3 separate regions of the Anser cygnoides genome follow, and regions 1 and 2 are each linked to region 3. The links are chromatin contacts, called in public Hi-C maps. All regions are on one chromosome and are shown on one strand. The core of a region is the stretch at or near the end of the contact, and the rest is flanking DNA. Distances in the headings are between cores, read along the strand shown.

Evidence for each region. Hi-C and Micro-C count contacts between places; a contact is called where the count stands out from the background.
Region 1: a contact with region 3 is called in a Hi-C map of liver, with 1.7 times the contacts expected there. The contact joins the promoter of GPR135 here to the promoter of TIMM9 in region 3. A contact is called at or near these places in 2 of 7 Hi-C or Micro-C datasets (both in liver).
Region 2: a Hi-C map of liver shows a contact between it and region 3, with 2.6 times the contacts expected there. The contact joins the promoter of NAA30 here to the promoter of TIMM9 in region 3. A contact is called at or near these places in 2 of 7 Hi-C or Micro-C datasets (both in liver).

The regions. Positions count from the first base shown.
Region 1 is chr5:61,217,564-61,221,732 of Taihu_goose_T2T_genome, reverse strand. It overlaps GPR135 (G protein-coupled receptor 135), which reads right to left and starts at 1,750. Exons shown (of 1, transcript XM_066998495.1): 1 at 1-1,750. The coding sequence starts at 477. The region is part of intron 1 of JKAMP (JNK1/MAPK8 associated membrane protein); the gene reads left to right. It overlaps L3HYPDH (trans-L-3-hydroxyproline dehydratase), which reads right to left. Exons shown (of 5, transcript XM_048066162.2): 1 at 3,671-4,169; 2 at 3,248-3,417; 3 at 3,033-3,155; 4 at 2,709-2,846; 5 at 1,865-2,329. The coding sequence ends at 2,204.
Region 2 is chr5:62,018,169-62,021,832 of Taihu_goose_T2T_genome, reverse strand. It overlaps NAA30 (N-alpha-acetyltransferase 30, NatC catalytic subunit), which reads left to right and starts at 2,256. Exons shown (of 5, transcript XM_048066138.2): 1 at 2,256-2,374; 2 at 2,659-3,591. The coding sequence starts at 2,662. It overlaps LOC136791001 (a long non-coding RNA gene), which reads left to right and starts at 3,598. Exons shown (of 2, transcript XR_010832039.1): 1 at 3,598-3,664.
Region 3 is chr5:61,656,608-61,660,668 of Taihu_goose_T2T_genome, reverse strand. TIMM9 (translocase of inner mitochondrial membrane 9) reads right to left here and starts at 1,772. Exons shown (of 4, transcript XM_066998506.1): 1 at 1,697-1,772. It overlaps KIAA0586 (KIAA0586 ortholog), which reads left to right and starts at 1,887. Exons shown (of 33, transcript XR_010832034.1): 1 at 1,887-2,317; 2 at 3,675-3,754.

The DNA.
Region 1 (4,169 bases), core at 501-3,000, 440 kb after region 3:
CGCCGCCGCCGACCACCCCGCCCCGGAGGCGGCCGCCGCCGCCTCCCCGCTCTCGTTGCCGCCGCCTCGGGAGAGGTTGCCCGGCGCGGCCGCCGCCGCCGGCTCCATGCCCGCCCGCCGCCGCCAGCCGCTGACGTCCTCCCGGCCGCCCATCGTTGCCCGGGGAAACCCGCCCGGCCCGGCCCGCCCCGCCGCACCGGGGGCGGGGGCAGCGGCGGCCCCACGGCCGCGGAGCCGGGGGAAGCGGTCCCCTCGCGGCGCCGCTCCTGTCATGGCCTCGCTCCCCGTCATGGCCCCGCTCCCCGTCATGGCCCCGCTCCCCTCACGGGCTGCGAGAGCCCGGCCCCCCCCGCCCGGGGAATGTTTTTTGGGGATGGGAAGGGCAATGGGTAATGGAGGCAGCAGGTTGATGGCTGAAGTGCTTCCGACATGCGCTGGGCTGCAAGACCCAGCTGGAGTGTGGGTACAGGAATACATCCCAAGGGATGTTTCCAGAAGCTATAAACACGCTGGTGTCTTTCATAGAATCCCAGAATCGTTAAGATTGGAACAGACCTCCAGCAAATCTGGTCCAGCCACCCCCCTACCACCAATGTCACCACTAAACCATGTCCCTAAGCACCAGGCCCAACCTCTCCTCGAACACCCCCAGGGACGGTGACCCCACCACCTCCCTGGGCAACCCGTCCCAACGCCTGACTGCTCCTGCTGAGCAGAAATGTCTCCTCATTTCCAACCTGAACCTCCCCTGGCACAACTTGAGGCCGTTCCCTCTGGTCCTGTCACCAGTTACCTGTGAGAAGAGGCCGACCCCCAGCTCCCCACACCTCCCTTTCAGGTAGCTGCAGAGAGCAATGAGGTCTGCCCTGAGCCTCCTTGTCCTCAGACCAAACACCCCGAGTTGTTCCTGCAAGCACAGACGACGTGCTCATCTCTGCTGCCCGCCTGCACCCCAGGCTGCACAGGATTCATCGGGGCAGGGGAACTTCTGCAGGAAATCAGCAGCAAAGCTGGGAGCAAAAGTCCCAAATGCCAGCCTTGAAAAGGCATGCTGGCAGCACAGCTGCTCTCCAAACTTGTGGATTTCAGCTTCTTCCCTTTCCAAAGCTGTAATTTTCAATTTGACTCTGACAGAAGAAATTCCTCTCAGTCCTCCCCATGCTAACCTTTCCCAAGCTCACCAGCCTGACTTACTGCACGGGCTACCTGGAGATAATCGTTCTCCTTTTCAGAAGAATTTAATGAGGCAAATTCCCATGAGCGTCTCCAATAAACGAACACCATTTTGTCCAGAGACACAAAGGAAATTACGGGCCCTGAGCGGCCTGAAGCTCCGTTTCTGCCACCGTGACGGCCTGCCCGGTCTCTGCCTGGTTTGTTCACCGCAGCCGTCCCTCACGGGGCTCGGCGCCAGCCCTGGCCGTGCTCTGCTGGGCAAGCTGCCCCCGCGCTCTGACAAAATCATAAGTAAATAAGTTTGCAATCAAAGGTCATAGTGGCTCCAACCTTCGAATCCGGCTACTCCCGTTGAAAGTTAACCCCATGGTGTTTGCAGACCGTGGTCCGAGATGAGCAAGAGGGCAGGGGTTAGGAAGCAGTGTGACGAGGACACAGCACGCAGCAGGCTGGGAATCCTGAGCACACATTTGTGCCCAGACCTGGGAGACGGGAGGGCTCTGTCAGGGATGAAACCAGGGCAGGGATAAAGGGATCCAGGACTGGGGACACTGGGGCATGCGGCAGAGCAGTGCTGTCACCTGAGTGAGAGGCATCAGGGAGGGTCAGGCAGTCCTACCAGCAGTGACACGCTTGGCAGAGTCCTGGAAATGGGTTCCAGGAGCAAGAACAAGAGGGGAAGGCAGTGTTTCCAGCTGGCATTTAATAGGAATCTGGCTTAGAAATTACTAATTTACAGAAGCAGAGAAGGCACATAAATTTGAAGACAGCTCTCCAAAGATCAGTTGCATTTTCTGTGAAAAATTATTAAAAAAAAAAAAAAGATTGTGGCTTCCCAGAGCAGCCGTGGACCTCCACCAATAGCCACAGCAGAGAAGCACGACCTGTTATCTCAGAACACAGCAGGCACCGTCGTGCCACCGAAGGCTGGTCCCGTTGCTCTGGCACATGGCAGCGAGCCGTGGGGAGAAGCAGAACAGAAATGCGCAGGCAGGTGAAGCGCAGCACCGTCACTGAGAGGCTCCGGTCACTTGAAGAAGAAGCCGTATTTCAGCGGGTCCTCCTCTTCCATTGTGAAGGTGGCCGTACCGGTGTAAAAGGCTTCTCCCGAGACTTCCACTACAACAGCGTTGTAGTCCCCAAACTTGGTTTCCTGCAGAGAGGGTTAGGGTCAGGACGTCCCTGAGCAACACGCTAACTTGGAGCAGAGAAGAGGGTACGGAAGAGGAATCCACCCCCCGCTGACACAGAGGATAAACCACATGGATTTATCTACATCAGCATCAGAGATACTTCTCACCCGGGCCTTTTCTGATAGCTGAGGATTTGCATTGAAGCCATGTAACACAACAAGGTCTTACCGTTACATCCTTCCCTAATAAAAAATCCTTGCTTGTGCAAAGAGCCCCAGGCATCTCCCACAAGCCCTCCGCAGGCACAGAAAGGCTTTTCTGCCCCTCCGCTGAGCCACAGCAACAGCACCTTCCCCGCAGTCCTCAAGCCAGGGGGAAACTCCAGCACAAAGCACTTGCCTTCACTGCCTTCCCCGTGAACAAGGACCCCGTGGTACTGCTCCGGAAGGTTCTGCTCTGGTTCAGCTGGATGAGCCCCTTGTGGTACTGCAGGGCGATGCGAGCTGTCACACCTGAACCCGTCGGACATCGGTCAACCTACAAGAGAAGATGAACCAGCTCTGCTTCTCTCACCTTTATACTGTGCTTAGGGGGAAGAACTCCTAGCCCAGGGGGTTGTAAAAATCAGGATATATCACAAACAGAAAGACAAAATATGCAGGTTTGGGGTATGAAGGGAAAAAGGCGGTGCCCGGTGCACCTGAGAACAGCCCGTTCCTGTACCTGTTCATCCGCAAACACGCAGATGTTGGTGGTGGGCTCCTCGCTGAAGGCGTCCTTCCCGTCCGTCAGTATGGTGCCGTAGAGGAAAGCCAGGTCTTCGCTCTCAGGGTGATGGAGCTGGAACTGGAAACAGCACAGAGAGGTTTGTGAACACATGCAGCACTTACTAATCAGCAGCAGGCGCAGCAGAGCCGTACCGCAGTGCTGTGCCGTACCTGCTTCTTCACCGCTTCCATCACCGCGCTCGCCGCGCTGACGAGGTCTCTGGTCTTCGAGGAGCAAACGTCGAGGCCCAGCTGCTCGGCACTGAGAAAGGCGTAGAAAGTGCCGCCGTAGCCGATGTCGACCACCACCTTCCCGCGACCGGGGACATCGATGGGTACGTCTGTGCAGAGAAGGGGAGCGCGGGGAGAAGGGGGCATGGTGCTGAGCGGTGGCCTCATGGGCTGAGGGCACCCAGCCGTGCTCTGCGAGCTTGCCCAGCGAGGAAAGAGATGACCCAAGAGTGGCACCGTATGCCACCTCCGGTGGCCTCATCCCACCTCTGGGGGACATCAGAACTGGCGAAGGATTCGCCCAGCACCCCAGCGCGGCCCCGCCAGCCCCCCAAACACCGACGCCACCATCTCGAGCCCCACCGGTGGCGGCGGCGAAGGCGGGCACGCTGTGGAAGCGGACGGGGTTGCCGCTGCGGTGACCGTCCCACGGCACGAAGGCGGTGACGACCCCACAGGGGCAGCGCAGGCGCACGGCGGTCTCGGGGCGGCGCGGGGCGGCCACCAGCCCGTAGTCGAGGGCGAAGCGCCCGAGGGCCAGCACGGCGTGGCCGCACATGGCGCTGTACCCGGCGCCATGCAGGAACAGAGCGGCCAGGTCGGCGTCGCCGACGGCCGCCCCGCCGCGCACCACCAGCGCCCCGTACATGCCGCGGTGCCCGCGGGGCTCGTGCATCAGCGCCCGCCGCACGTGGTCCTGCGCGGCCGCCATGTGCCGCCGCAGCTCCAGCAGCGACAGCCCCGCTGCCGCCACCGCCGCCTCGGCCGCCTCCAGGCGGGGGACGACGCGCAGCGGCTCGCCGCCCGTGTGCATCTCCACGGTGTGCAGCGGCGGGGGCGGCACCGAGCGGGGCGGCAGCCG
Region 2 (3,664 bases), core at 1,007-3,506, 360 kb before region 3:
ATCATAAATACATACAAGAAATAAGACAAATAGAAGGCCAAGTGGGCACTCAGACCAAGAACATATCAACAGCGGCCATAGGACACCTTTTACCTAATTTCAGACAGTGATAGCAGGAGTATCTGAGATGAACCAGTTACACTGAGGTCCCTTTATTTAATGGGATGATGACACCTCCAAAGCACAACTCACCTAACCTGCTTTAGGAATCGGCTTTAGGATGACCTGAATCCCACCACAGGAGTGCCTTTTCCTCTCTGTGGCAATAAGGGAAATCAAAGGCACTAGCTCAGATGAGTCTGCCCTATCCATCCCTACCTTTGGTCAGATCCTAGCTGTGGGCAAAGAACTGTTAAGATCAACATAAAACGGGGAACCTTCCAAGTCTGGAGGTGGTTCAAGAGGTAATGGAAGTGGAACAAAGGATGTTACCAGCAGGTCAGAGCACAAACGAGAAGCTTTTTTCCATGATACCTGTAACCACACTGCAGGTAACACGGTATGTATCCATGATAACAGAGATTAGATCCTCTTCACCCTATCTGACAACTTTTGCAGGCACTGGATTATCTTCCTAACATGGACACCACCATAGCCTGTGTCTCTGATGCTTTCAATCACACTGCTCTAACATGGCAAATGAGAACTGAATTTAGGCCATTACTACACTGACAAGACATTTGTTTGCTCTTTTTGTTTAAACTACCCGAGGACAGTGAACTTAGCTGCACTGCCAGTGTGCCAGAGCAGTTCAGATCAGGTCCACAAAGGCACTTTGGTGCCTGAAAACACGCACACAAAAAATCATTAGACCCTTAAATGAAATTATGTACGTGAACACCTTTCTAAAGCAGACAGAAAGGTCTAAAAACTGGTAGGCAAAGCAACTGCAGAATACATAAAGCCAACCTGAACAGAGATAACACGCATCACTCTTTCTGAATGGAGTCTCAGAAAAGAAGAAATAAATCTAAAAGGATACAGAGACCCATTTCATTCGCAAAATCTAAGTATTTCCTTCATTAATTACTTTGGATAAAAGCTTTATAATTCTCTCTTTCAGTCAGATATTTTATTTTTTTCCTGCTTTACTTCAGAACTCAGCAATTCATAAACAGAAGCCTGAAACTCCGCAGCCTATTTTCTTCCTCATTAAAGAGCCCTGTTAGGACATGTACAGAAATTGCTGGATTTTCCTTGTAAGTCCAGACCTGTCACTTCCTTGAAGAATAACTGTAGCAAAGGAAAACGAGCAAGTCTTACAAGAGCCCTGCAAAGCTTCCTCGGGGAAAAAAAGGCGGAATCCACCATTTCTCTGTGTTTTGTGGGGCTATGTGTGTGTTTTAATAGAAAACTTCCCATGTAAAGGACTTGTCTGTTGCTGTGAGATCTGGTGGCATGTTCTTAAAACATGGATTATGTAATGGAACAGAGTAATAGAGAAATGGGATCACTTGAGATTGTTATCTGTAGGTTTATGCCCAGTGCTCCCCACCAATAAGTATACAGAGTCGGAATTCATGTGAAGGTCTTTTAATAAGTTTTTTTTTTTAACTTTAACAAGGTTTTTTTTGTTTGTTTTTTTTTTATTATTCTTTTTTCTTTTCCCAGTTTAGGACTACTAGATCACTTCTGTCATCTTTGCAGTTTCCACTGTTATCAGTCGAACAACTTCCTTGCAGTCCGAGGCCTGCCTTTGCCTGCCCTGGGTGAGGAACGACACCCCTCACGCTGCTTGTGGAAGGCAGAGCAACAGCCCCTGCACTCTGATCCATACAAAAGCCTCACCGAAATACTGCAGGCGGCCATCCCTAGGCTGAGCACCGCTGCTGGCCCCCTTCTGGGCAGCACCTGTGCCTGGCCAGGATCGGGGTGAAGAGAAAAACAAACCAAAACAAGGTGCCAACAGTGACGTGAACATGTCCTGGGACATGAAGGGGGCCGAGGGGCAGCCCCGGCGGTGCTGTGAGGGCAGGGGCGCCGCCACCCAAAACTGCTGCGGGATTCACAGAGCAGGGCCGGCAGCAGCGGCCTAGGGCTCGGCGGGGGCAGGCGGCGACCCCCGGGAGGCGACACCACACCCCCTGGAGGCGACACCAGACCCGAGGAGGCGACACCAGCCCCCCCCCACACGCCGCCCTATGGAGCCCTATGGGGTCCTACGGGCCCAGGCCCGCGGCCCTAACCCCGCTTCAACCCCCCGGGCCCCGTTGCTAAGGCCGGCCCGCCCCGCCGTCGCTAGGCCGCGCCGTCAAGGGAGGAAGTGTCGCAAAGGCTGACAGGAAACTCGGCCGCGGGTTACGGCAGCGGCGGCCGCGCTTGGCGGCGGCTGGATGAGCGGCGAGTGGGAGCCGCGGCGCTGAGGGGAGCGGCGGTGAGCGGCGGCGGGCGGGGGGGGCCGCGGAGGCCGCCCCGGGGCCCTTAAGGGACCGGGGAAGGGCCCCGGAGGAGGCAGGGGGGCGTGGGGCAACGGGAAAAGGCGGCGGCGGGGCGGTGAGGCGGGGCCCGGGCACCGGCTGTGCCTTTGTTCGCGCCCCCCCCCTCCCCCCCCACTTACCCCCCCCCCCCCCTCCGTCCAGGCCCGTGAGGCCGCCGCCTGTCGCCCCGTGTCGCCTGACGCCCTCCTCCCCGGGGGGTTTGTGTCGGTCTCTCCCGTAGGATATGGCCGAGGTACCGCCGGGGCCTAGCAGCGTCCTCTCCCCGCAGGGGGACACGCTGTCCCCCTTCCCCGGAGGAGGAGGAGGAGGGGGGGCTGCTTCCTCCTCCTCCTCCTCCTCTTCTTCCACCTCCGCCGCCGCCGCCGCCTGCGCCGGGGCCCAGGACGAGGAGGCCGAAGAGGAGGAGGAAGAGGAGGGACCCGCGGGCGGACGGGAGCAGCAGCGAGGAGGAGGAGGCAGCGACGGCGGCAAGGGGGGGCCGCAGCAGCAGCAGCACCGCCTCCACCACCACCACCACCACCCCCCGCACCACAACCACCAGCTCAACGGCCTCATCAGCCCCGAGCTGCGGCACCTGCGGGCCTCCCTCAAGAGCAAGATCCTCGGCTCGGAGGCAGGGGCAGCCCCCGAGGGGCAGGAGAACAAGCGAGCCAGCAAAACAATGGGCTCCGGACAGCAGCAGCAGCAGCAGGCATCGCCTCCGGCCGCAGCACCGTGCTCGTCCCCCCTTAGCAACCACCTTCCTCCCCAGGGAAGGACTGCACCCTCTCCTCCTCCTTCTCCCCCAGCAGCAGCACCAGGGGACAGGAGCCAGCCTGCTGCCACAACTCCGACTGCTGCTAAGACTGCAGCCCGCAATGGACTGGCAGGAGGGACTGGCTTGGAGGAGGAAGAGCAGGAGGAGGGGGATGAAGGAGGGGAGGAGGAGGAGTCCCTGCTGCTACTCTCTAGGTCCTTAGCAGCAGCCTGCAGTTTGAAAGGCTCGGGAACGGACTCTCAGCCCGAGGAGGACCTAACGATACGATACGTCCGATACGAGTCAGAGCTGCAGATGCCCGATATCATGAGACTGATCACCAAAGATCTGTCCGAACCCTACTCCATTTACACGTATAGGTATTTTATCCACAACTGGCCGCAGCTTTGCTTTTTGGTAAGTGCTGGGGAGGGAGGGCAGGAATTGGGAGTGGTTTGGGACAGGGGTGGGGAGAGGATTAAAGGGCTGA
Region 3 (4,061 bases), core at 523-3,022:
TCTGATTTGAAGCAGCCCAATGGCACTATCTGATTGTAAATGTCTGAAGCACTAGTCCCTCTACAGGTATTTTACACTTTCTACACCGCAGACAGTGGAATTGTATGGCTGTAGTGCACTTCTTCAGCATAGCTACAAATTACAGGCAGTTCCCTTAACATCTAAAAATGTGCTGCCCGCGTATTTCCAGAAATGTGCAGATCTGGTTTATTCTTAAAGGACGTTAAATGCATCATTTCAAGTTCTCCCGTTGTTTGTTCCTTTCCCCCTCCAGCCTGTGAAACACCAAAAAAGCCATCCCAGAGCCCAGTGAAGGGCTGGCACCTTAACTAACTTTGCACCCAGCTTCCTACCTAGCTGCCCAAACAGCTCCAGCACGCCTCAGGTTTAAGCCCACGTAGCCTGCACTACTTTCCTCTGGGATAAATGCAATTTCAAAATTCAGCATTGCACTTTTCAACACCTCACACCGAAGGAAGCAGACGGCTCTGAAGGACAGTGGGTGATGGTGTAAGAGGGCCTCACGGTCCGTGTGTTCTGGGTCACGGGGAAAGCAGCAATAGCTGGGGGGTCTCCCTTCTCAAAGGGCCCTGGTGCTCCTCCAGACATGTTTTTACGTACAAGAGAGATGTACTTTGAAAATGAGACTCTCTGAGCCAGATTAACAACTAAGGAGAACTTGGGGTTCAGCCCATTTAAACCTATTCTCCATGAAAGCCAAATCCCAGCTCCCCGCCCTGCTTTAGAACCTGGAAAGCACTCCTAATATTTCCTTCTGCTGCTGCCATGGAGACTTGAAATCAACAGATAGTCACAACTTCTCTTTAAAAAGGTAAAAGTACTTTATTAAACAAAAGCAGCAGTTAGGATAAGGATTGCTAGTCAGTGTGGGTCAATCATCTACCAGGAGCCAGAAATACAGATATCAGAGCTCTCCTAAAATTGCACACGTGGGAGCACGATTTCCCCAGCTGTATCTGCAGACTTTTAGAAGCAGAGGGCTCACAGACACAACTCCTAAATGATAATAACCAAAAGCTGCGTTCCAATTATCATTACTGTACAGCTGAAGAGCCTGCCTCCATTTAACAGCCAGGCATTCCTACACACGAGACGCACGCTGCAAACTCCATTGAGGAACTTGTTGTTTTTTTTTTTTTTTTTTTTTCCCCCACTGATGTAATGAACATTTGTGCCAATTACCTAATCGTGAGTCAACAGGATCCTTCCCATGGAAACTAAACAAGCCCAGCGTTTTGATTTTGATTTTTTTTTTCCCATCAACCTTTTTGCTGGGAGCTGAGCACTACTGGGAAAGGTTGGATGTGGTGCTTAGGGTCACGGTTTAGAGGGTGACATTGGCAGCAGGGGGATAGTTGGACGAGACGATCCCGGAGGGCTTTTCCAACCTTAATGATTCTGGGATTTTACTGAGGGCGAGATCCAAAGACAACGTGAGCGCGGGGCGGGCACCGCACGCACGCGGCTCTAATTTTATTTTTATTCCGCTCTCTTCCCCCTCTAAGCACACAACGCCGCGGAGGCGCCTCGGCACGCGCATAAACGGGACAAAACGGAATAAAACCCCACAAACAGCGGCGGGGCCCTCACAGAGACCCCCTCCCCATTCCCCCCCCGTCCCCTCACCTCAACGCTCCCCCCTCCCCCCCCCTTCCCGCCGCCCGCGCGCACTCACCCGCCCGCCACGAGCCGGCCACGCGGGGAGGGGAGGGGAGGGACAGCCGCGGGATCCGCCGATTCGCCACCAGGCGCGGCGAATCAGCGAGCGCGGCCCCGCCGCCAGCTTTACCTTCCCGGCCCCGAGCGCGGTGCAGCGCCTTAATGTGTCCTCCTCCCGGAAGTGGGGCGCCATTACGGGCTGCACCGGGCGCTGTTGCCATGGTGACCGGGTGCGGGCTGCGGCCTAGGCCCGGCCGTGCCCTGAGGGCCGCGGGTTGTGCCCGAACCCGCTTTTAGCCTCTATTTCTAGGCGTAAAGCGCCGAGAGCCGCGCTGCGGGAGCCTCATGGACGGGGAAAGCGACTCCAGCGTCAGCCAGGGCTCCTCGGGCAGCCTCACGGCCGGCGACGTGCTCGTCCGCTCCACCAGCGTCCACCGGGAGCAGCCCCTGGGGGCCGGCGGCCGCCCTAAAGCAGTGACGGTTGCTGTGAAGAAGCTTCGCGGAGTGGCTTCTGCCGGCCCCGGGGCCCGCGCGGCTTTGGGGAGAGGCGGAACGGCGGCTGCTGCCCCGGCCTCGCTGCCCGGCAGGGCTCCGTGCGGCCGGCCAGCTGGTGCCGTGGCCGGCAGCGCCGCACGAGGTACGGCTGCGGTAGGGACGCTCGGGTTAGCTTTATGACAGAATCCTACTGCATTGGTTCCAGTTAGATGGCTCTTTATAATTTAGGAAGTCATTTCGTCTTCTAGTCCTGTCGACATCAGCGTATAGAGGTTGGACTAAGTGATCTCAGAGGTCTCCTCCAACCTAAATGGTTCTGTGATTTCTGCAGCACTTTTTCAAAGGTGGTGTTTGTTTTCTCAAACTTTTGTAACTATAACCGTGTTTCCCCTGTGGAAGGGGACTCCTGCAGGGTCAGAGCTCCGTGAACTGAGCTCCAGTCCTGACCCTGCATTCAGAGTCTGTAGAGATGAAGCTATCTAATCAGAAAAATCATGACTGTAATCAGACCATCACATTTCGCAAATGCCTTAGGCAGGAAAGGTGTTAGGCAGCATCAGAGGGTAAAACAGTGTGTGTGTGCAGGGACCTAAAGACGAAACTTAATCCAGCTCAACAACTTAACCCAATTCAACCCTACCACCTTGGCACAAACTACATATACTGATCAAGTGTCTGTACCAATGAGTCTTGTGTAGATGAGGTAAACAAAATCAAAAAATGAATTACGTCCTCATCTGTAACTTTTTAAAACTATTTGTGCTAGTATTAACTAAAGCATTCAAATTTCTCTTTTTTTCTTTTTTTAATAAAATCATCTTTTTACCTTTTCTTTGTTACAAATTTTATAGTTAAGATGTCACATTCCCAGCATATAAGAAGCTGTAATGATGTACCTTGTACTCCTCAAATTCAAAACTGACGTATACGGTGCTGCTGGATCTAGCCAGCTAGACTATTCTTTTTGTTTCTTTTTTTTTTTTTTAAGTCAATTACAGTCTTTAGAGTTCAGAAAGGATTTTGTTGTTGTTGTTGGGTTTTTGTTTGTTTGTTTAGGCTTTGGGGGATAAGGGCTCAAGCAGCTCCACCAGATGTTAGTTTCATAGTGCTAGGAAGACAGACTAGTCTGACATTAGTAAAACGTGTACTGTACTCGGTGTCATTCTGTAAGATGTTGACGTATAAGTGTCTCTCTAAACAAGTAATTTTCTGTGTTCCTATGATCCTTAGACTTGATTTTTCACTAGTCATTGTTGATTTTTCAGATACTCTGTCTCTTCAATGAGTTTTTAATGTACTGTAGAAGAAGCCTATAATTCAGTTTCACAGAGTCTGTTAACATTTGTAAGTTTCACGTTGATGACTGTGGTCATTTGTGTTAGGAAAGTCATTATATTTGGGTATTCAACGACACAGAGAAAAGATTGAGATTTGAGTTAGGGGACGATGAGAATGCATTCAAAATTATTGTAACTACAGTAAAGTTGCTTTTATTTTAGGAGTCCAGAGTGCTAAAGGACACCCAGAACATCTTCCTTCAGTAGAAACTGCTGCAGAGCCCCTGTTTGTATCACAAATGGTAAGAAAAGTTACTGTTGCTTCCTGCAATCTTGGAGTAAGAGAGCAGTGTTTTTCTCAAAAAGTTGTAGCTTCTGTAAAAGCTTAGCAGATCTTCATTCTGAAGCATTTGGAGATTTATTTACTGCACTGCTACCCGTTGCATGGTTAATACCCAGGTATGGTTTTAAATGTTAGTGCAATTCCTCCTTTGAAAATGCTGTTGCACATTGCACAATATTTGTTATAAAAACCTAAAGCTTCTTGTTTTGTTTTGTTTTGTTTTTGTTTTCCTCTTCGTATCATAGGTGTTGAAATGGACATCAGTT